Linked DNA regions of Mus musculus: all the other regions are linked to region 1. A link is a contact called in public promoter capture Hi-C data. All regions are on one chromosome and are shown on one strand. Each heading gives the region's core, a stretch centred on a gene start, on an enhancer-like site or on the middle of the called end of the contact. The rest is flanking DNA. Distances are from core to core; before and after follow the strand shown. Region 1 holds the start of Dnaic2 (dynein, axonemal, intermediate chain 2). Region 2 holds the start of Cdc42ep4 (CDC42 effector protein (Rho GTPase binding) 4). Region 3 holds the start of Sdk2 (sidekick cell adhesion molecule 2). Region 4 holds the start of Cdr2l (cerebellar degeneration-related protein 2-like). Region 5 holds the start of Otop3 (otopetrin 3).

Region 1 (3,608 bases), core at 607-3,106:
TCTTACTTGGTGTTTCCCGAGGCCAAGCCCTCGTGGAGAACGGAGGCATTGTCTTGTGTCTGGAGGCAGACAGAGGGGACATTTAAAGGCTAGCCTGGTGACAAGAAGACAGCATACTCAAAGCCCCAGAGCAGGCTCTTTTCTCACAAGCTAACAGGGTGCAAAGATAAATGGCTAGGTCAGCCAAGAGTGTCAGAGTGCTCTTTCTCCTCTTTTGGAAGACAAATGCTCCAGGGTGAGGCTTCCCCAAAGAGGGTCTGAGCAGGGTGTCTTCAAGGGGACATCAGGAGTATTGTTGCTTGGGAGTTTCAGGGGAACATTGCCCCCGTGGGAACCTTCCAGAAGCATGCAGTATCATAATCTCTCTCTCTCTCTCTCTCTCTCTCTCTCTCTCTCTTTCTCTTCCTCTTCCTCCTCCCTCTTACACACACACACACACACACACACACACACACACACACACAGAGCTAAATATGGACTCTTAGAACCTTACACATATCAGCCAGTGCTCTACCATTGAGCTACACCCAGCCCCACTGAGTCTCAAATCCAGGGTCACAAAGAACCGCTATACCCTGGTCCAAACACCAAAACATGTGATCATTTCCTGCACCCTAGCCCAACAGAAACAACAAGACTTGCCTCAGGCGAGGATAATGAGCAAAGTCGTTCCTAGAGAGAACCCCTTGTGGTTGAGCGGAAAGCATGGTACACAGCTGGGAGGAAGGGCCAGGAAATAGCAGGCAACAGAGGTGTCAGTATGGGAAGGGGGCCAGGAGGAGGGTCACCCTTTGTCCCTTGTGTGCCTGGAATTGTAGAGCCGTGCTTGAGTGAGGAATACAGATGGAAGGGCTCCTGTGTCTTTCCAATGTCTTTGTGAACCTTCTGGACAAGGTTAGGAAAATGGTCTCCTGACCCTAAATGTAGATGAAAGGCCAACTCCCAGATGGAGGGGCAAAAGAAAAGGTGCATTTACATACAGTACCTGTGCTCAGTCCACAAGACTCTTGTGATCTCCCATTTTACGCCCTCCATTTTATTTTTCTTAATTTCACTTTATTTTTAATCGTGTGTGTGTGTGTGTGTGTGTGTGTGTGTGTGTGTGTGTGTGTGTGTGTGTAAGTGCACACAAGTGCAGGTGGGGTGGAAGCCAGAAGTGCCAAATCCCCTGGAGTTGGAGTTTCAGGGGTTGTGAGTCACCTGATGTGGGTGCTGGAAATCAAACTCCCGGTTCTTTGCAAGAGCGCACTCACTCTTAGCAGCTGAGACAGTCCTCCAGCCCCCTCTCTTAGTCTTTGAGACAGGCTCTCACTCTGAGTCCACTGGCCTAGAGCGCACTGAGTAGTCTAGGTTGCTCTCTGACTCTTGGTAATCCTCCTGCATCAGTTTACAGGAGTGCAGGGTTTACCGGCCTATCCCTATCCCCCTCCCTACGTTTAACTGAAAGCTCTCTTCTTAACAACCCATCCTTCCTGGGCTTGAAATTTTGTTCCATTCACCTGAAAGCCAGAAAGAGGTCCCGCCCACTCCGGGTCACAGCCCGGGTCAGGGCCTGGTGGAGAAGTGCAGAAGGCAAGGTGCTTGGAGGCTGAGGAGGTCCTGGAGCTTGAAGAATATTCAGGGCAGCGAGGATTAATGCAGCAGAATGAGCTGATTCCAGCACCTGACAGTTCTCCGAGATTTCTTGCACTGTTGGTGATTATTACCCTCGAGAGCTTTTCCCTCTTTTTGCCAGGTCTTCTTTCGGGCTTGGACGTCCTCTAGGACGCCCGCCCCTTATCCTGGCTCACCTCCTGCCACACAGCCCAGGAGAAGCGCCCAAGACCAGTCCCAGCTCCAGCGCAGCTTAAACGGCTGGGAGCTGCGGAGTTTACCAGTTGCCTAGCAACCCTGGCCGGGCCGAGACGCCGGCAGTTCGGAAGGCGATCTGGAGCACGTGACTCTGGTCCCGCTAGTCGGAAGCACCCCCTTCTCTCCTTCCTTCTCTGGAGGAGGTCTGCGGAAGAGGTGGAGGAAAGTTAACCAAAGCTTTGCCAAAATGCCTACCCAAGTCTACAGTCTATACCCAGCAAAGTCCCTCCCCCACTCCCGTATCCCCCGAAAACGCAATCAAAGTGACCAGAGCGTGGGAAGCCCCGCACCTGGGTCAGTTCGGATCATGTCTGATTTGTCACTGCTACAATGTCCGGGTCTCTTCTGTTAACGTATCCCTTGCACCACCACCCTTCTGAATTCATCTCTGGAATGGAAATTCCTTGAGGGTCAGGCTCAATGCATGCAAGCATGGCTTAGCTATGCGGCTGGCACGTTGTAAATATGGTTTCATTGCATGAATGAATGAGCTAGCTGATGGACACATGAATGACACAAAGAGAGATGTGTTTCTCATGAGCTTGAGGCAAGGAAGTGAGAAAATGTGGGAGGGATTGATGGACAGGCTGAGTACAAGGCACTTTGTTGGGTAAGCCTGACAAGCAGAGTTCACATCCTAGAACCCACATAAAAATGGGGGAAAAAATGGATTCCACAAAGTTGTCCTCTGATCTGTGTCATGTAGCACACCCACAATCATCATCATCATCAATAATTTAAAAAGAATTAAAGAAGGGAGGTAGAGTCCTATATCTAGGACTGGTGAGATGGCTCAGTAGAGAAAGGGGCTTGCTACCACTTCTATGACCTAGGGTTGAGCCCCAGACACACATGGTGAAGGAGAGAACTGAATTCTCTAAGTTGTCCTCTGACCTCCATACTTGTGCTATGTAAGACACACACAAACACACACATACACAATATGATTTTTAAAAAAAGATTTATTTATTTATTTAGTACCGTGTTCTGTCAGCATGCCAGAAGAGGGTACCAAGATTCCATTACAGATGGTTGTGAGCCACCATGTGGTTGCTGGGAATTGACCTCAGGACCTCTGGAAGCACAGTCAGTGTATTTAACCTCTGAGCCATCTCTCCAGCCCACAATATAATTTTTTAAAGAGAAAGAAAACTACAGAACCGTATATACTTTCCCAGAGGTGTTCCTTAAGAGCATTTGGGACCCGAGGTTGGTTCTTTATTTATCATGGGATTTTAGCAAGGCACTCTCTCTGCCATCCCCTGTGAGGTTTGAATGAGATCACCCTCATAGCTCATATATTTGTATGCTTAGTTCCCAGATGGACAAGCTTTTTGGAAAAGATTAGAACCTTGTTGGAGAAGGTATGTCACTGGGAGTGGGCTTGGAGGCTTTAAAAGCTCACACCAGGCCCAGTCTCTCTCTCTCTCTCTCTCTCTCTCTCTCTCTCTCTCTCTCTCTCTCTCCTTTCCTGCTGCCTGTGGATCAGGATGTAGCCCTCAGCTACTTTTCCAGCATCATGTCTGTCCATGTACCACCATGTTTCCCTCCATGATGATAATGGACTAACCCTCTGAAACTATAAGCAAACCCCCCAGTTAAAAGCTTTCTTGTATAATATTTGCCTTGGTTGTGGCGTCTCTTCACAGCAATCGAATGGTGGTGTCTTAAGATAATCTTTCAGTATTGGGATTGACAGGGCCTTGCATCGGATAGGCTGGAGCTCTACCACTGAACTACATCCCAGCCTTACTTTC
Region 2 (3,608 bases), core at 777-3,276, 980 kb after region 1:
AGAGAGAGAGAGAGAGTGTAAAGGAGTAGAGGCCGGCCATAAACATGGGGGGGGGGAGAAAGAGAGGGAAGAGAGGGAGTAAGAAGAGCGAGAGAGGACTCCTTTTTTTGTTTGTGTTTTTTTTTTTTTTTAAAGATTTATTTATTTACTATATGTAAGTACACTGTAGTTGTCTTCAGATACACCAGAAGAGCGCACCAGATCTCATTACGGGTGGTTGTGAGCCACCATGTGGTTGCTGGGATTTGAACTTCAGACCTTCGGAAGAGCAGTCGGGTGCCCTTACCCACTGAGCCATCTCACCAGCCCCCTGTTTGTGTTTTTTGAAGACAGGGTTTCTCTGTGTAGCCCTGGCTGTCCTGGAACTCACTCTGTAGACCAGGCTGGCCTCGAACTCAGAAATCCGCCTGCCTCTGCCTCCAGTGTGCTGGCATTAAAGGCGTGCACCACATTGCCTGGCAAGAGATCCTTTTATAGTGAGTCTGGCACACCTGGCTGTTGCCAGGTAACTATGGGGTGGAGCCTAGAAGGAATGTCAACAGGTGCTGTACCCATTTGAGAGATGGGAAGGCTTGTGGGCCAGTGAGGGGCAGAGTTGAAAGCCAGAGGCAACACAACTCTCTCCTACTGGTTTGCCCTAGTGCCCTGTTACAGCTACCTCTGACCCACAGACCTGACTCCGACACTGTTGTCTATTCTAAACCACATTTCTCTTTCATCTTGACAACCTCCAGGTGAGGGACCCATACAAGGACAGTCAGAGTAGGGGGAGGAGGTATAAATTCCCCATGGTAACCCAATCACGGTCAGAACCCCAGGGATATCCCCATCCCAAGTTACTTTGGACCCCGTGTTTTAGTTTCACTAATTTTGACATCTCTTTTGGTTGGTGGTGGTGCTGGGCTTGAATTGAACCAGCCTCGTGCTCCGCAGCCGGAACTGGACCCCTAGACCAGACACTGAACTTTTTTTTTTTTTTTTTTTTTTTTTTTTGGTTTTTTGAGACAGGGTTGTTTCTCTGTATAGCCCTGGCACTCACTTTGTAGACCAGGCTGGCCTCGAACTCAGAAATCTGCCTGCCTCTGCCTCCTGAGTGCTGGGATTAAAGGCGTGCACCACCACTGCCCAGCGACACTGACCTTTTAGGTTTGATTTTCACACAATATGGACAGTTTGAAGTTTTCATGGATAGACGGGGAGATGGGGGAGAGGTCGGGGATGGGGTGGGATCCTGAGAGACAGGGTTTCCAGAGGACAGTGAAGGAGCTGAGGGACCGTGAGGCAACTCTGGGGAAAAAGGAGGCTGAGGCCTACACCACCCCACCCCCACTTCCTTTAAGTAGTTAGGGAACTTTCACTTTGGGTTGGCTCCGTTTCCTCTTTATTGACTATTTCGCCCCTGGCTTTTATTGCTTTTAATGATCATTCATAGGTGGGGCTTCCTCTACCCAAGCACGCGGGATTTAATTCCGGGAGGTTCCCTGGGAGGGTACTTAAGAGCCCATGATCACCAGACAGAGCTATCAAAGCCAGGTCACCTTGCTGAAAAGTTCCTCCACTGCTCAGACCGGGTCTGGACTCGGGCGGACCTGCTTCTCCCGCCCTCCAGATGGAGAGGGAATCCACGGAGCCCAAGCTCCTGCTCGTGGTCCAGAAGTGGGTAACGTCCTGGAGGGAGTTGTTTTCTTACCATTGTTCAAAACTGGAAGAGCCAAGAGAGAGCTTCCCCTTGGTTCCTGGGGAGGGGATGTGCTCCTGTTTCTGCGGACCGCACGTCGGTTCCGCGGCAGAGCACTGGGGGCTGTGGGGCGCGACTCCTCAAAGCAAGACCTGCTCTGTCTACCCTACTAGGAGCTTGTGGGGGGCGTCTCAGGCTTTTAGATTTGAACCTGGGAGGCCAAGCAGCCGAGTTGAGTTCCGTGGCAGTCATTGGCTGCTGCGACGGAGTGACATCAGCGCGGAGGGAAATGGGAGGGAGGGCTGGGAGGAGCCTGGGAGGGGAGTGTCCTAGCTTCTAGCACACTCGGAGCCCCGGGAGCCAGAGGAAACAAACGCCGGCGCTGCCATGGGTCGCCAGCCTTGCCGAGGCGCCAAGCACACCGAGGGGAGCGTACAGCCGCACCTGGTCCGCGCTCGGGGAGCTGGGGACCGAGGTAGGCGACGAGCATCCGTTTGTGGCCCAGTGGCCGCGTGAGGCCTGGGTAGGCTCGAGACCCCTGGTGACGTGGAGAAGGTAGAAAGACCCGGGGATGGGGAAGATGAGGACCTAGGAGCAGGGCGCGCGCGCACACAAACACACCCCTCTGTGCCCAGCGTGGGTAGGCATGCCTGGGACCAGACCCAGAGTCACATACCGTGTCCCAGAAAATCATTTGCGGAGGAGGGGGTAACAACAGGGCTCAGCGTCGCCAGTACGCCCCGATCTGGCCACGGGGACTGTTCGGGGTGGGGTGAGTGGGCAGGTTTTAAAGGTCCACCCCCTCGCGCAGGAATGGGGTGTGTGTTGCCGTGGGCAGGCACACAACAATCGGCGGCGGTCGCCCCGAGGGGGGCGTGTGCGCACAGACTTCTCCATGAATAACCGCTGAGTTCGTCGGTAGTGGTAGAGGGGTGTACGCGTGCTCTCCCGTGTACACACACTGCTTTAGGCGCCACCCGGTGTCGCCCGGCCGGGGAGAAAGGAGGGCAAGAGCCGGCTGGAAGGCAATAGCCTAAAGAGCAAATACTCCCCGCCCGTCGGAGCCCTTCCTTCTCCCGCCCCGCCCGCCTCCCTTGGAAGACTTGGAGGCCAAGGCCGCAAGAGGCGCAGGGTGGGGCTGGGCCGAGCTGGCGGTCCCTTAGAAACCTGGGACGAGGCTTTACGCGGGGGGACCTGCGCGCGCGCCCGGTACGTCCGAAGCATGGGGCTCGAGGCTTTTTCAGGGGCGAGTAGGTAGCGGTTGGTTAATGATTTAACCGCTGGCTTGGGACGTTGAAGGCTGCGATCCTGATCTCTGGCTCCTCCCCATTCCTGGAGCGCCCCCAGCCGGAGGAACAAATCTGCCCTCCTGTGTCTGTGGCGTCGTCTGCTGGAGCTGCCTTTCCCCTTTGGGGGACCCCTGGTTGCTGTGGGTGAGTGTCCTAGACTGGCGGGGTGGATGGCGGTTGAGCTTCCTGGGAACAGACCGTAGGACTTGCGTGTGTGCCTGCGGGGGGAGGGGCGCTCCCTCTCTGTTAACTCAAACCAGGTTCCTTGTGTTTGCCCAATGAAATACTGCGGCCTGGGCTTCGGAAGTTTTCTTTTTCTCCCGGGGAGAATGAAAAGGAAATACAATGCTTTCTCTTTTCTTCTTGGCTGGGAACTTCTCCCTCCCCCCCCTTCACCCACCCTCCAACAGTCTCACCTCTTGCAATCTGACCGGCTCCCACGTCTCTCCCTGGGCCGACAGCTCCCATTCTTTGCCCAGGTAGTTGAGCCGTTGAATGAGGAAAGCTTCCTTGTGGGTGTCTTTACTTTGAAACCTCTTGTCCATTCTCGCTGGAGCGGTTGGGATACTTTTCATCCTTACCCCCAGCAACCATCTGGACCCGAGATCTGGGGAGCATAAACAATGAGAGGCCCCTGGCAG
Region 3 (3,608 bases), core at 600-3,099, 660 kb after region 1:
ATCCTATCCCGGGGATAAAGCGTCTAGATTTGTAAGGACACACTTGCCTGTTCAGAAGGTCTGCTCTTAGGATGAGCACAAATGCTATTTGGAACCTGAGCAGCAGCTAGCTCAGACTCTTGCAGTTACAAGTCTGGGCACTGGACCCAAATGGAGAAATCCACCAAGGTTTCAGACGTTGGTACCCACACGAACTCCAGCCCAAGGGCACAGACAGTGTCTCTGCTCCGATTGCTGGCTAAGAAGCAATTGCTGCAAAACTGACTCTCAGGCCCCCTCTGTGAGCAAGCCCTGTAACAACACCCTAAAGAACAGCTGTTTCTGATGGGATGGGCAGGGCCTGAGCTCTCAAGCGTGTAGTTCAGAGTCTGGGGCTTGGGGGTAGAGAGGCAGAATCTGGGTTTCTCAGAGATGGGAGGGGCGTGGCCACCTAAGGGGGAGAGATCTAGGCTGCTTATCCCCAAAGCCACTCCTCAGTCAAAAACTCAGTCGGATAACAAGCCCTAGGCCCGGACTAGGTTCAGACTGCCAGGGAGAAAGACAAAAGCAGGGTTTGAAGTGGACGAATGTAAAGCTGAAGACAGGCAGGCTAGGTTTTTCGTCTATTTCCACTAAATGCTCAAAGCTGTTCTTCCAAGGCAGGTGAGGAGAGAACAGTAGAGCGATGAGAGGTGTTCAGTGCCTGCGTCCATAGCGATGAGAAGAGGCTTGGGGACTGGAGAAGATGAGGCAGAGCTCTCGAAGTCAGTGAGATGCCTGAAGGGCAATGACCAGAACTGGAAGACCACAGGGGTGTGTCTCCGAAGACCTGGGCCCTGGAGGCATGAAGAGAAAAGCTGGCAAAGGTGACGGGCCTCAACCCTTCCTTTTCCAGCCGAAATACCAACCTTGCAAGACTGATTTTTTTTCCCAGCAGGCTCAGTGCCAGGGACTACACCGTCTTTTAGGAAACCCACGGAACTGTTTTAATTTCTTTTAAAATCAGGGGAAAAATTAAATGAACTTTTAAATGAAAGAAAATGTTTTAATATGTAGTAATATATTTGTTTTTACGCCAACACAGCCGCAAAATATTACTTTTAATATTTTTAATAGAGAAAAGAGCCCACGGAGGTAGAGGCGTCTGTTGCCTGTAAGTACAACTGTTAAAGGGGTCTTCCAGCTCCTGGCCTTCCCACACTAGAAGGTACATTCTGCTCCCTTCCCTGGGCCACGAGGGAGGACCCCTCTGGCTCTCTCCTTTGTGTCTCTGCTGCTAATGTGCCTTTAAAGGGGGAGCTCAGAAGAAGAAGAAGAAACAAAGAACGCACGAGTTTGGCACCAACTTCACTTTCTCAGCCTTCTGCAAGTCCCAGGCTTCCCCTTTATCTTGCTCTCCGCCCTGAGCGTTTCCAGACTTTTAAAGAGTCTGACCTGGGAAGGAAAAACTGGAATCAACCGGTTGACACCCCCCCCCCCCCCAACACACACACACACCCTTCCCAAACTGTTCTGCCTGGTCGAATCCAGAGGGGTACTGGGGGCTTCATCCTATGGGAGACTGGGATAAGGCCTTCTAGGGAGGAGTGAGGGTGGGCTGAAGCTAGAAGACCGGGCCAGAGAGAGCGGCTCGCTTGCAGCCCGCGCTACTGCCCTCCGGTGGGTCCCGGAGACGCCAGGCGTCCGCGGCCGCGCACACGGATTGGGTTTCTGCGGGGCTCGCTCCCGGGCCTGGCTCGGGGCCGCCGCCGCCCCCTCCCTGCGCGCAGGCTGCGCTCCAGTCGCGGCCACGGGGTAGCGCTCGGCCCCCCTCTCCGCGTCTCCGCCTCCGCCGCGCTCGTCTCCGGCTCCCGCTGCCCCCGCAGCTCCAGCTCGGCGCAGGCAGACTCTCAGGCTCGGCAGCAGAGCAGCTCTGAGGACGCTGAGCCCGGGCAGCCCAGAGCTCCAGGCTCTGCGAGGCAGCTGCTGCCGAGGTGGGCGAGCAGCAGGCGCGGCCGAGGCGCGGGAGCAGCCGTGGAGACTCGGGTCCCCGCGCCGGGCGAAAACGCCGGGGGGCCGAGGCGGCGCCGAAACCCCGGATCCCAAAGCTGCCGGCAGGGCTTTCCCGGTGCGGCTCGCGCCGAGCTCCATCCCGGGTGCGGCGGAGAGCAGGACCCGCCGGTCTCCTCCTCAGGATCGCCCGCAAGAGGCGCGGTGCCCAGGCGCTGGCTGGAACCTGGGCCGCCCAGCCGGGTACCCGAACCGGGCATCCATCCCTGCCCGCAGCTGGCGCAGACATGGGCGCACGGGGCTGCGCGCCGGGCCGTGGGACCCGCAAAGTTTGCTAGCCGGAGGTGCTCAGAGCCTAGGGCGAGCCCCGCACCGAAGCCCCAGGGGAGGTACCCCCGAAATCACTGAATTGGGCACGAGGACCGTGGAGCTGAGAAGGGTGGCTCGGCCCCGCTTAGATGCCTTCTGCAAAGTTAGAAGAGAAGAAAACTTCGGCTCCGGGGAGATTCGGACCGTTATGCTAACCGCGCCCCCCGAGCCCTGCGCCCCTTCTAAAAGACACCCGGCGCCCGCGCCTGCTACTGTGCTCCGCTTACATCAAGTCCCAGGGGCCCGGCGCCTGGAACCGCGGTGACTACGTCGGCCCGGGAGAACCCAACCAGGGGGCGGGGAGGGGCGGGAGGCGGGCAACGTGGCCACCAGGAGGAAGTTTCCTGAAGTTGTCCTCTGATTCGGGAGCTCATCCAGCGACCAGGCCGGATCGCAGGGGTCGCCCTGCCTATGAGACGTAGTCTGAGTCGGGGTGCTAAGGGATACAGGCACCCCGAATTTGAGAGGAGGCTTGGCCTCTTTCTGCTCTCCCCCTCGCTTTACGGAATAGCCAGCGCAGAAAGAGGGGAAAGCATTTGGGGTCGCCGGTGCGGCCCCTACGGGCATAGCGTCCAGGACTTGACCACACAGTCTCCCGGGACTCCAAAGGATTATAAAGCAACTCGCAAAGAGGGGGCACTTTAGAGGACCCCTCGGTCAGCATGTTCAGCAGCATGTGGAGGCTGCCGCTCTGGACTCTACTGGCCCTGCATCGGATCCACTCGGCCGGGGCCCAAGGTACGGTATGGGTGACTTTCTCCACGTGGAACTGGAGAAGGGGTTTGGGTGGGCAGAAGAGAGGTAACCCCCCTAAGACACCGCGTTTGGCCCAAGCTGGACCATCTCTTGTACGTCTCAATGCTCCCCGCTTCTTCGACTTTTGGAGCTCTGTTTGGGGTGGGGCAGTGTCTGATACTTCTGACCTTTCTGGACCGGAAAGGTGAGGTTACGGGGAGGTGGACCTTTGTGGATACTCTCTGGTCGGGGTAGGAGGGGCGCGTCATTCTGTGTCTTGGCTCCATTGAACTCCCTAAGCTCCTGGTCCTGCTTGACGTCCGAAAGGAAGGGCAAACCATGGCAGGCAGGCACTGTGTGGTCCCAGGGCGAGAAGATGGGGCGGGCAGAAGCTGGGAAGAAGCCGTAGTGGTGGCTCAGGGTGCCCGCTTGATTTCCCCTCAAGAGCAGATACTCTGGTTAGCCATGTATGGGAGCCCGCGCCTGGCTGCCTGGCCGGCCGTGGCCGCGAGAGCTGGGGCGGTTTGGCGGCATGG
Region 4 (3,608 bases), core at 299-2,798, 650 kb before region 1:
AAGGTTCTGATTCACTGACAAGCACAGGGACAGCCCCTCATCTGCAGGTGAAGCTCAGCTGCATGGGGAAGTGGGTCAGGAGACAAAGGCTCCAGGATCCAAGTGCATGTTTCCCATCTTGGCAAAACCAGGGCTCTGGGCCCTAAGGATGGAGACCGGCCTTTGTGGCACACACACACTGTGCCAGGCTTGTGTTTTAATACCTCAGAGCATGCAGGTGACCCTCACCCTCAGGGTTTCAGTAAGAACCAGCAGAGAGGAGGTTGGGGTCTGACTACTTCGGCAGGCCTTGGCCTTGACCCTGACCCTCTCGGGCCTTCTTGTCAGGTCGGCTCCACCTCTCAGTGATGTCATTTTAGCCACCTCATCACCAGCTTCTAACTCCCCTCTAGTCATTTTCTAGATGAGTGCCACGGAAGTGGCTCCCTCTTTCCCCAGGGATCTCATTTGGCAAAGTCTGAAATTGCTAAAGGACCCCTTCACATCCTGAGCCACTTGGGTGGAAGCCCCATGCAGGGAAGGACCAGGGAACGCCTCTCTTGGGAAGGCAGATTGGAGACTTTCAGCTTCTTCGCAGGCGTGAGCATGCACCACCCCCTTTCTGGGCAGAGGGAAGCGAGTTGGGGAAACTTTCTGGAAGTCTTAGAGCTCAGAAATTCTAGCCCGGACAGGTGCTGTTGATCTGGAGAGATGACCTATCTCAATATACAGTGCATTCTTAGCAAAAGTAACAAGAATCCTCTGTGGGCCCCAAGACTTCCATTCTACCTAGCAATCGGGCCCCCTAACAATACCCTACCGGGGCACGCGAGTAGGTGCTGCTACTAAAATGAGAAGGGCGATGGATGCCCTGTCAACTGGACACTTTTGCAAGTCTCTCTCCAGCGTCAGAATATTCCAGGGCAGCGCCCTTCTCGGTCCACGTCCCCATTCTCAAGACGCATCATGCTCCGTTGGGCTCACCAGGTCCAGCCTAGCCCTTTTCTTGGGGATACCGCCCAACAATGGAGTAGTGGTCAGGGGTCTTGGGGCACACGCTGTTTCCCTCCCCAACGCGCTCACCCTGCTCCAGGTCCTGATGGTCGTACCAGGACTCCTCCTCCTCTGCGGAGTAGTCCTCCATCCCCGCGGCTCTCCGCATGGCCCCGCGGGTGGCGGTGGGCGGGCGCTGCGGCAGCTCAGGGCCTGGGCTCGCAGCCCGGGACAATGCGGCGGAGGCGGCCCGGGCTTCCAACGTCGGGAGCTCGGGCTGCAGCGCCCCTGCGCCCTCCGCCCGTGATCGCCATCCGCTGCCGGCCCCGTGCGCCCAGCGGGGCCTCTGGCTCCCGCGCTCCCCGGGTCCCGCCGAACTGGGGACGCCGGGTGGCGGCGGCACAAAGGGCGGAGGGGTGGGGACTGCAAAGTGGGACGACAGCTGGGACCACCCGGGACCACCTGCAGGGCTAGGGCGTCAGCAGAGTGCGGATGCAGCGGCGGGTACCCCTTGCCCGCCTCCGGCCCGCACACCGCCCGGCCCGCGCCGCGACACCCGGAGCCGCCGCTGCATCTCCGCCCGGCCCGCTTTCAGCTTCCCAGGCCGCCAGCTTTGCGGGGTGGGACCTGCCGCCGGAGACCAATCAAAAGACGTATGCAAATAAGGGGCGGGACCGAAGGCAAGGACCTTCCTGGTGTCCTGGTCCGGGAATTGCTGGATCAACCCTCTGTCCTGCTTTTCCTCCACGTCCGACTTTTATTTACGTCCATCTGGAATTATTTTGTTTGCTTGTTATCTGTCCTTCTGGCTCTCCTGGGAGCAAGGGTCTGTCTGATGTCCACAGTGGTCCTCACCTGCGGAGAACGTGCTGACCCACTGATATATCCGAAGAACTTTTTAAAAAATGGTATTAAATTAGAAACATCTTTAAGAACCTTGAATGGGGGTTTGGCTGCTGGAACACTCGAGGTCAAGAGTTCTTGCTGAGGATTTGAGTTCGGTTCCCGGCACTTACGTCAGGAAGCTCCCAACAGCCTGTAACGCCAGCTTCAGGGAAATTCTGACACCTCTGGCCTCTGGGTACTTGTAATTACATAAAGTCTCACACATAGAAAACACACAGTGGTTCCCTCCTCTACTAACGGGAGTTAGGAGGCTGAAGCAATAGGATTATCTTGAGTTCTTAGGCCAGACTTTTAACACAGCTTGTTCCAGGCCCGACTAAGCTACAGTGTGGAAGTTTTTCTGTAAACTAAACTAAGCAAAGCTAAACATTACTTTAAGGGGGTTGAGGAGGTGGCTCAGCACATTAAAAGTGCTTACCAGGTTTGGTTTTGTTTAAAAAAAAAAAAAAAGCAGAGTGCGTGGCTTGTTCTTGAAATCCCAGCTCTGGGAGCTGGGGAGCCAGGAGAGATGGATCGATGGTAGCCAGTAAACCTAGCCTAATTGGCCAGTGATAGGCCGTGTTTCAAAAAAAGCAAGGTGCACAGCTCCTTGTTCAGTAACACTTGGAGGTTGTCCTGTACCCTCTACACACACATGAACACACATGAGTGAACACACACACACACCTACCTTTAAGAATCTGAGTCTTAGGCTAGAGAGATGGCTCAGTGGTTAAGAGGGCTGTCTCCTCTTCCAGAGGTCCTGAGTTTAATTCTCAGCAACCACATGATGGCTCACAACCATCTGTAATGGGATCTGATGCCCTCTCCTGGTGTGTCTGAAGACAGCTACAGTGTACTTACAAATAATAAACAATTCTTAAAAAAAAAAAAGAACCTAGGCCGTGGGCTGGAGATGGCTCAACTGCTCGTGTAGAAGATCTGAGGATTCATTCCTCAGATCAATATGGTGGTTCAGAAACACCTGGAACTCCTTCCGGGGGATCAGTTCTCCTCTTCAGACCTCCTTGGGTACGAAGCATGCATATGGTATAGATACATTCAGGCAGGCAGACACTCATACACATAAATATAGAATAAATAAATATAGAAATAGAACTCATTTAAAAAAAGAACTGGAGTGTTTAAAAACCTGTATGTCTGGAAACAGGCTGGAAGGAATGAACTTTGGGCACGTGTTACTTGTATTCTGCCCTTTTCACTTTAAGGTCTGTTTCTTACTGCTTAAGACCCAAATCCGATATCCAGTTACACCCATAAAAGCCATGCTTTAATCCATCCAAGAATTTTTTTTTCCTTAAAGGAGTTTTCCTAATCCTCCAGCATTCATGTAATTTGTTTTTGTTGAGACCCATCATGTGTGAACATTCTTTTTTTTTTTTTGGTTTTTCGAGACAGGGTTTCTCTATATAGCCCTGGCTGTCCTGGAACTCACTCTGCAGACCAGGCTGGCCTCGAACTCAGAAATCCACCTGCCTCTGCCTCCCGAGTGCTGGGATTAAAGGCTTGCACCACCACTGCCCAGCATGTGTGAACATTCTTGAGGCACTCAATATATGTTGTGATATAACCAGAAAAGGACATCTAGCCAGAATATGGCAAAACCTGAAAATCCAAAGGAAAAAGGCATATGGCCAGGAGAAAATGGGTAAAAGACTTGACTGGACAAATTTGAGGAAAAAAATCCAAATGGCCCAGTTAACAGTTAATGTGACTAAGGTACAAAGTTT
Region 5 (3,608 bases), core at 553-3,052, 610 kb before region 1:
GCAGCCTTCCCTCTGTCCAAGCAGACTCGTGGCTACTTTGGTGGGCCACCCCTCTGCTGAGTGTGACTGTGCACCATCGTAGGCTGGTCCTCTCAAGATCTGGATGCCTCTGGGCAGAGATGAGATTCTACTCCACTCCACTCTCCAAGTCTAGCACAGCCCTAAAGCCCACCAAAAGCGTACCCTGGACTCTGGCTGTTCCTGGGGGGATTTCAGCACCAGAGCTGCGGACAGATACCCTGCTCATTAACCCGTTCCATCTTTCTGCAGCTGAGGAGGCGTTCCAGATGGTTATCTTTTGCATCCCTCACCCAGGTTGAGCAAGGTAAAGCTCCCAGGACACCTCCCTGCCCCTTTTCTGCCAGCTCTGGTGGCTCCACCTCCTCCTCCTCACATTCTGTCCTTCCTTCCCCACCCCCTACTGATCAAGAGCCCAGATGGCATTTAGCATCTCTGTGATCTTGGCTAAGCTACTTAGTTTTTGTAGTCTGGATCCTTTGTAGTCCTTTCAGTGAAGTGGATGAGCAACTATGGAACACTAATGCCTGGTTCTCTCTGTTTCACCCCCTCACACTCCATCTAGTTCCCATCCCGACATCCCCTCCCCCGACCTCCCCCTTCACCCCAACTCTGTGAATGTTAGACCAGTGCAGTACCGCTGAGCTGTATCTCCAGCCCGACAAGTTATTGAATGAATAAATAAAAGAATGGATACATGATACCTACCCTCAAGAGTTTTGTCAGACTTTAGCGATTTGATGCATGAACATACACGAAGAGCCATGCCCGATAGAAGTGCATGAACCTTCCTATAGATCAAGATCCTAGAGGGACTAAAGGGTTGGAGTTTTCGCTCAGACTGCAGGCCTTGGGAACTGGAAGTGTGGAGACAGTGGAGAACCGAGTTCCAGGTCCTCTCCCTTCAAAGGGCACTCTGGTGGTTTCCCCTGTTCCTTGGTTCAGTGCTCTACCAGCGGTTATCAAGGGGGCCAATGCTAGGTGTTAGGGTGAGCATCAAGGGGTCCAGAAAAAAAGAGCTAGAACGAACGCACTTGGAACCAACTAGAACTCTGCCACCCTTGGCACGCCTCTTGGCACGATGCCAGTTCAAGAGAAGTCCTAGACACCAAACTGGTTTATGGGCTGCGTTCAGAGGCAGCCAACGAAAGGAGATGAGAAAGGAGATGAACCGTCGGGGCCATGGGACCGGTGCTCCGAGGGAGGCTGCAAAGCACTGGCAGGGAAACTTCGGGATTTTGTTCAGAGCAACAGGTTGGGGGAGGCCTAGGCAGCTTGAGTATTCTTTTAGCCAACTATATATCCAGGTTTCTGACTTCGTTCAGGCCTGGGCACCCTCTTTGAGCTGTGAGGACCCTTGAACCCAGGGGTGAGGTAGGGAGAAGGATGTAGGCGCAGAGCCAGAGTTGGGGTGACACAGAGGGAAGAGCTTAGGGTCGTCCCACTCACTCTGCCCTGTCCAATCCTTGGAGCGCCTGACTCATGAACCCCCACTTTGGAGCAGTGAGTGTGAGGATGGGCTTCCAGGAAAGGTTCAGTCAGCTGTCCTCGGGCGCTCGGGGTGGGGGGGGAGGGGGTGGTGGAGATCCCAGCTCAAGCTAAGGAATCCTACCTGAAGTCTGCGAAGCCATGGTCGCGGGCTCCCCACCTCTTGGGTTGCAGCGCGGATCCTCCGTCTTGGTAAGGTCCCAGGTGCCTTGAGACAGATGCCTCGACGCCCTTTCCTCCCTCCGACCCCCCCGCGAGACTGCGCAGTCGCCGCTCGGGCTCCAAGGCCCATCGATTTTTCTGTTGACATTGGGAATCTCATTAATCCCTCGTTAATTACTCCGTGGGGGCTCGGGCACAAGTCGTGAAGCCAATGACGAGGCAGAGAGGCGGGAGGGCGTGGCAGGAGGCGTGGCGGACGCCGGCTGCAGGGTCTGGGTGGGGGCAGCCCCCCAAGTGGAATGGGGTGCCTAGTCGTCAGGTCCGAACAGAGAGCGAGCTGGCTTCAGTCCATACTTGCCTGTGGCGGCTGAGCTGTGAATGGGAACCTCTCTTCTCCGGGTCCAGGTCACATATTTTCTACACCCTGTCTAGCTGATTGAGCACCAAAGCGGCTTCTCAGAATCATCTCCTGGTCTTACATTGAAACTGAAGTTGGAGTGGGAGACACCCAAGGTGGGAGATGGTGTTTAAGGATTTGGGGGGCAGGGGCAGAACGGGAGGAGGTAGTCCTCAGGACCTTCTCTGGTCGTCTGCTTCTTGGCTCCCCTTTTTCTCTCCCTTATATCCCCATCAGTCTTTACAGCCTTAAAGATCATGGACTTCTTGCCGATGTCTCCTGTTCTCACCCCCAAATGTCATCACTCCCACCTGGCTCTCCCTCCCTTCTGGTTCCGTCCAATCTCCCGGGCCTGTGAGATGTGTAAAGGCACCCAACAAGCCTGATGACCTGGGTTCCATCCCTGGGACCCATAAGGTGAAGGGAGAGAATTGATGCTGCAGGTTGTCCTTTGACTTCCACTGATACACTACGCACACGCACGCACCACATTAAAATATAATTTAAAAATTTTAAATAAACAAAACAAGCTTAGCAATGCACCCTAGCAATCCCGGTACTTGGGTGGGGCATGGCCATCTGGAGTTAAAGGTCATCCTTGGCTACACAGGGAGTCAGAAGCCAGCTGCCCTCCATGAGACCCTGTCTCAAAAACAAAAAAACAAAAAACCACCTCGATGTAACACAAAACCAACTCTGACCCCTCTAGCTTTTGGTGTTACTCCCACCTCCCTCCGTCTCAGTACACAGCTGTGGCCGTGCAGAAGTCTTGTGGCTTTGGAGAGCATCCTCTAGGACCCCAAGCTGAGCCCAGGGAGGTAAGGACTCTCCCAGCTCCTGTTAAGCTGGGGGCACCTGCTTATTCCTACAGTATGTTCCTGTGATACTCATGACCCTCACATTCCTGAGAAGGAAAACTGCTGCTTAGGGTTAATGGGGTTAGGCTCAGTCGGGCAGGAGGATTACCTCCTGTGATTCTATAGCACAGGAGGGTAATAATGGCTGGCAACAATCCATTGTGTATTTCTCAATGGCAAGGAGAGGAGACCTTGAATGTTCCCAACACACAAACACCACAGTCTCTGTCTGAGGTGACCAATATGCCAGTACCCAGATCTAAAAATGCCACAATTGCTATGTATCAATCAAACCAAAACAACAACAAAAGCCTCTGCTGCTCATTTAAAAAAAAAAAGTTTGAGGGATTGGGGCGAGCTCAGTCATCCTCCGATTGCCACACAGGTGTGAAGGCCTGCGGCTGCTCTCAGCCCCACGTGGAAAGCTGGGCGCAGCAGCACACTTCTAACACAAGGGCCAGGAGGAGGAACAGGTGGAACCCTGTCTTAAATGATGGGAACTGGAGAGGTGGCTCAGCAGTGAAGAGCACTGGCTGTTCTTCCAGAGGACCCACATGCTGGTTCAGGACTGTTTGTAGCTCTAGTCCCACAGGATCTGATGGCATACATGCAGGCAAATGCAATGCCGGCTCGCGGGTTAAAGCACCCAGGCAGATCTGCAGAACGCCCACAAATGACGAATGTCC

The links. Promoter capture Hi-C pulls out the DNA fragments that hold promoters and counts their contacts. Capture Hi-C pulls out chosen DNA fragments and counts their contacts.
Region 2: a contact with region 1 is called in a promoter capture Hi-C map of embryonic stem cells, with 3 times the contacts expected there. The contact joins the promoter of Cdc42ep4 here to the promoter of Dnaic2 in region 1. A contact is called at or near these places in 4 of 39 promoter capture datasets (the 3T3-L1 cell line, embryonic stem cells, hippocampal neurons and 1 more), 1 of 115 datasets of contacts at active chromatin or transcription factors (embryonic stem cells) and 1 of 9 other capture datasets (embryonic stem cells).
Region 3: a contact with region 1 is called in a promoter capture Hi-C map of adipose tissue. The contact joins the promoter of Sdk2 here to the promoter of Dnaic2 in region 1. A contact is called at or near these places in 3 of 115 datasets of contacts at active chromatin or transcription factors (embryonic forebrain, embryonic midbrain and forebrain) and 2 of 9 other capture datasets (adipose tissue and pancreatic islet).
Region 4: a contact with region 1 is called in a promoter capture Hi-C map of stem cell-derived epiblast-like cells, with 2.5 times the contacts expected there. The contact joins the promoter of Cdr2l here to the promoter of Dnaic2 in region 1. A contact is called at or near these places in 2 of 39 promoter capture datasets (pre-B cells and stem cell-derived epiblast-like cells) and 1 of 115 datasets of contacts at active chromatin or transcription factors (pancreatic cancer cells).
Region 5: a contact with region 1 is called in a promoter capture Hi-C map of hippocampal neurons, with 5 times the contacts expected there. The contact joins the promoter of Otop3 here to the promoter of Dnaic2 in region 1. A contact is called at or near these places in 1 of 39 promoter capture datasets (hippocampal neurons) and 1 of 115 datasets of contacts at active chromatin or transcription factors (pancreatic cancer cells).

The regions. Positions count from the first base shown.
Region 1 is chr11:114,725,667-114,729,274 of GRCm38.p6, reverse strand. It overlaps Dnaic2 (dynein, axonemal, intermediate chain 2), which reads right to left and starts at 1,856. Exons shown (of 13, transcript NM_001034878.3): 1 at 1,500-1,856.
Region 2 is chr11:113,750,233-113,753,840 of GRCm38.p6, reverse strand. Cdc42ep4 (CDC42 effector protein (Rho GTPase binding) 4) reads left to right here and starts at 2,026. Exons shown (of 2, transcript NM_001163346.1): 1 at 2,026-2,153.
Region 3 is chr11:114,065,270-114,068,877 of GRCm38.p6, reverse strand. Sdk2 (sidekick cell adhesion molecule 2) reads left to right here and starts at 1,849. Exons shown (of 45, transcript NM_172800.3): 1 at 1,849-3,075. The coding sequence starts at 3,000.
Region 4 is chr11:115,379,856-115,383,463 of GRCm38.p6, reverse strand. Cdr2l (cerebellar degeneration-related protein 2-like) reads right to left here and starts at 1,548. Exons shown (of 5, transcript NM_001080929.1): 1 at 1,063-1,548. The coding sequence starts at 1,141.
Region 5 is chr11:115,332,925-115,336,532 of GRCm38.p6, reverse strand. Otop3 (otopetrin 3) reads right to left here and starts at 1,802. Exons shown (of 7, transcript NM_001347647.1): 1 at 1,631-1,802. The coding sequence starts at 1,649. It also overlaps a transcript of Ush1g not described here.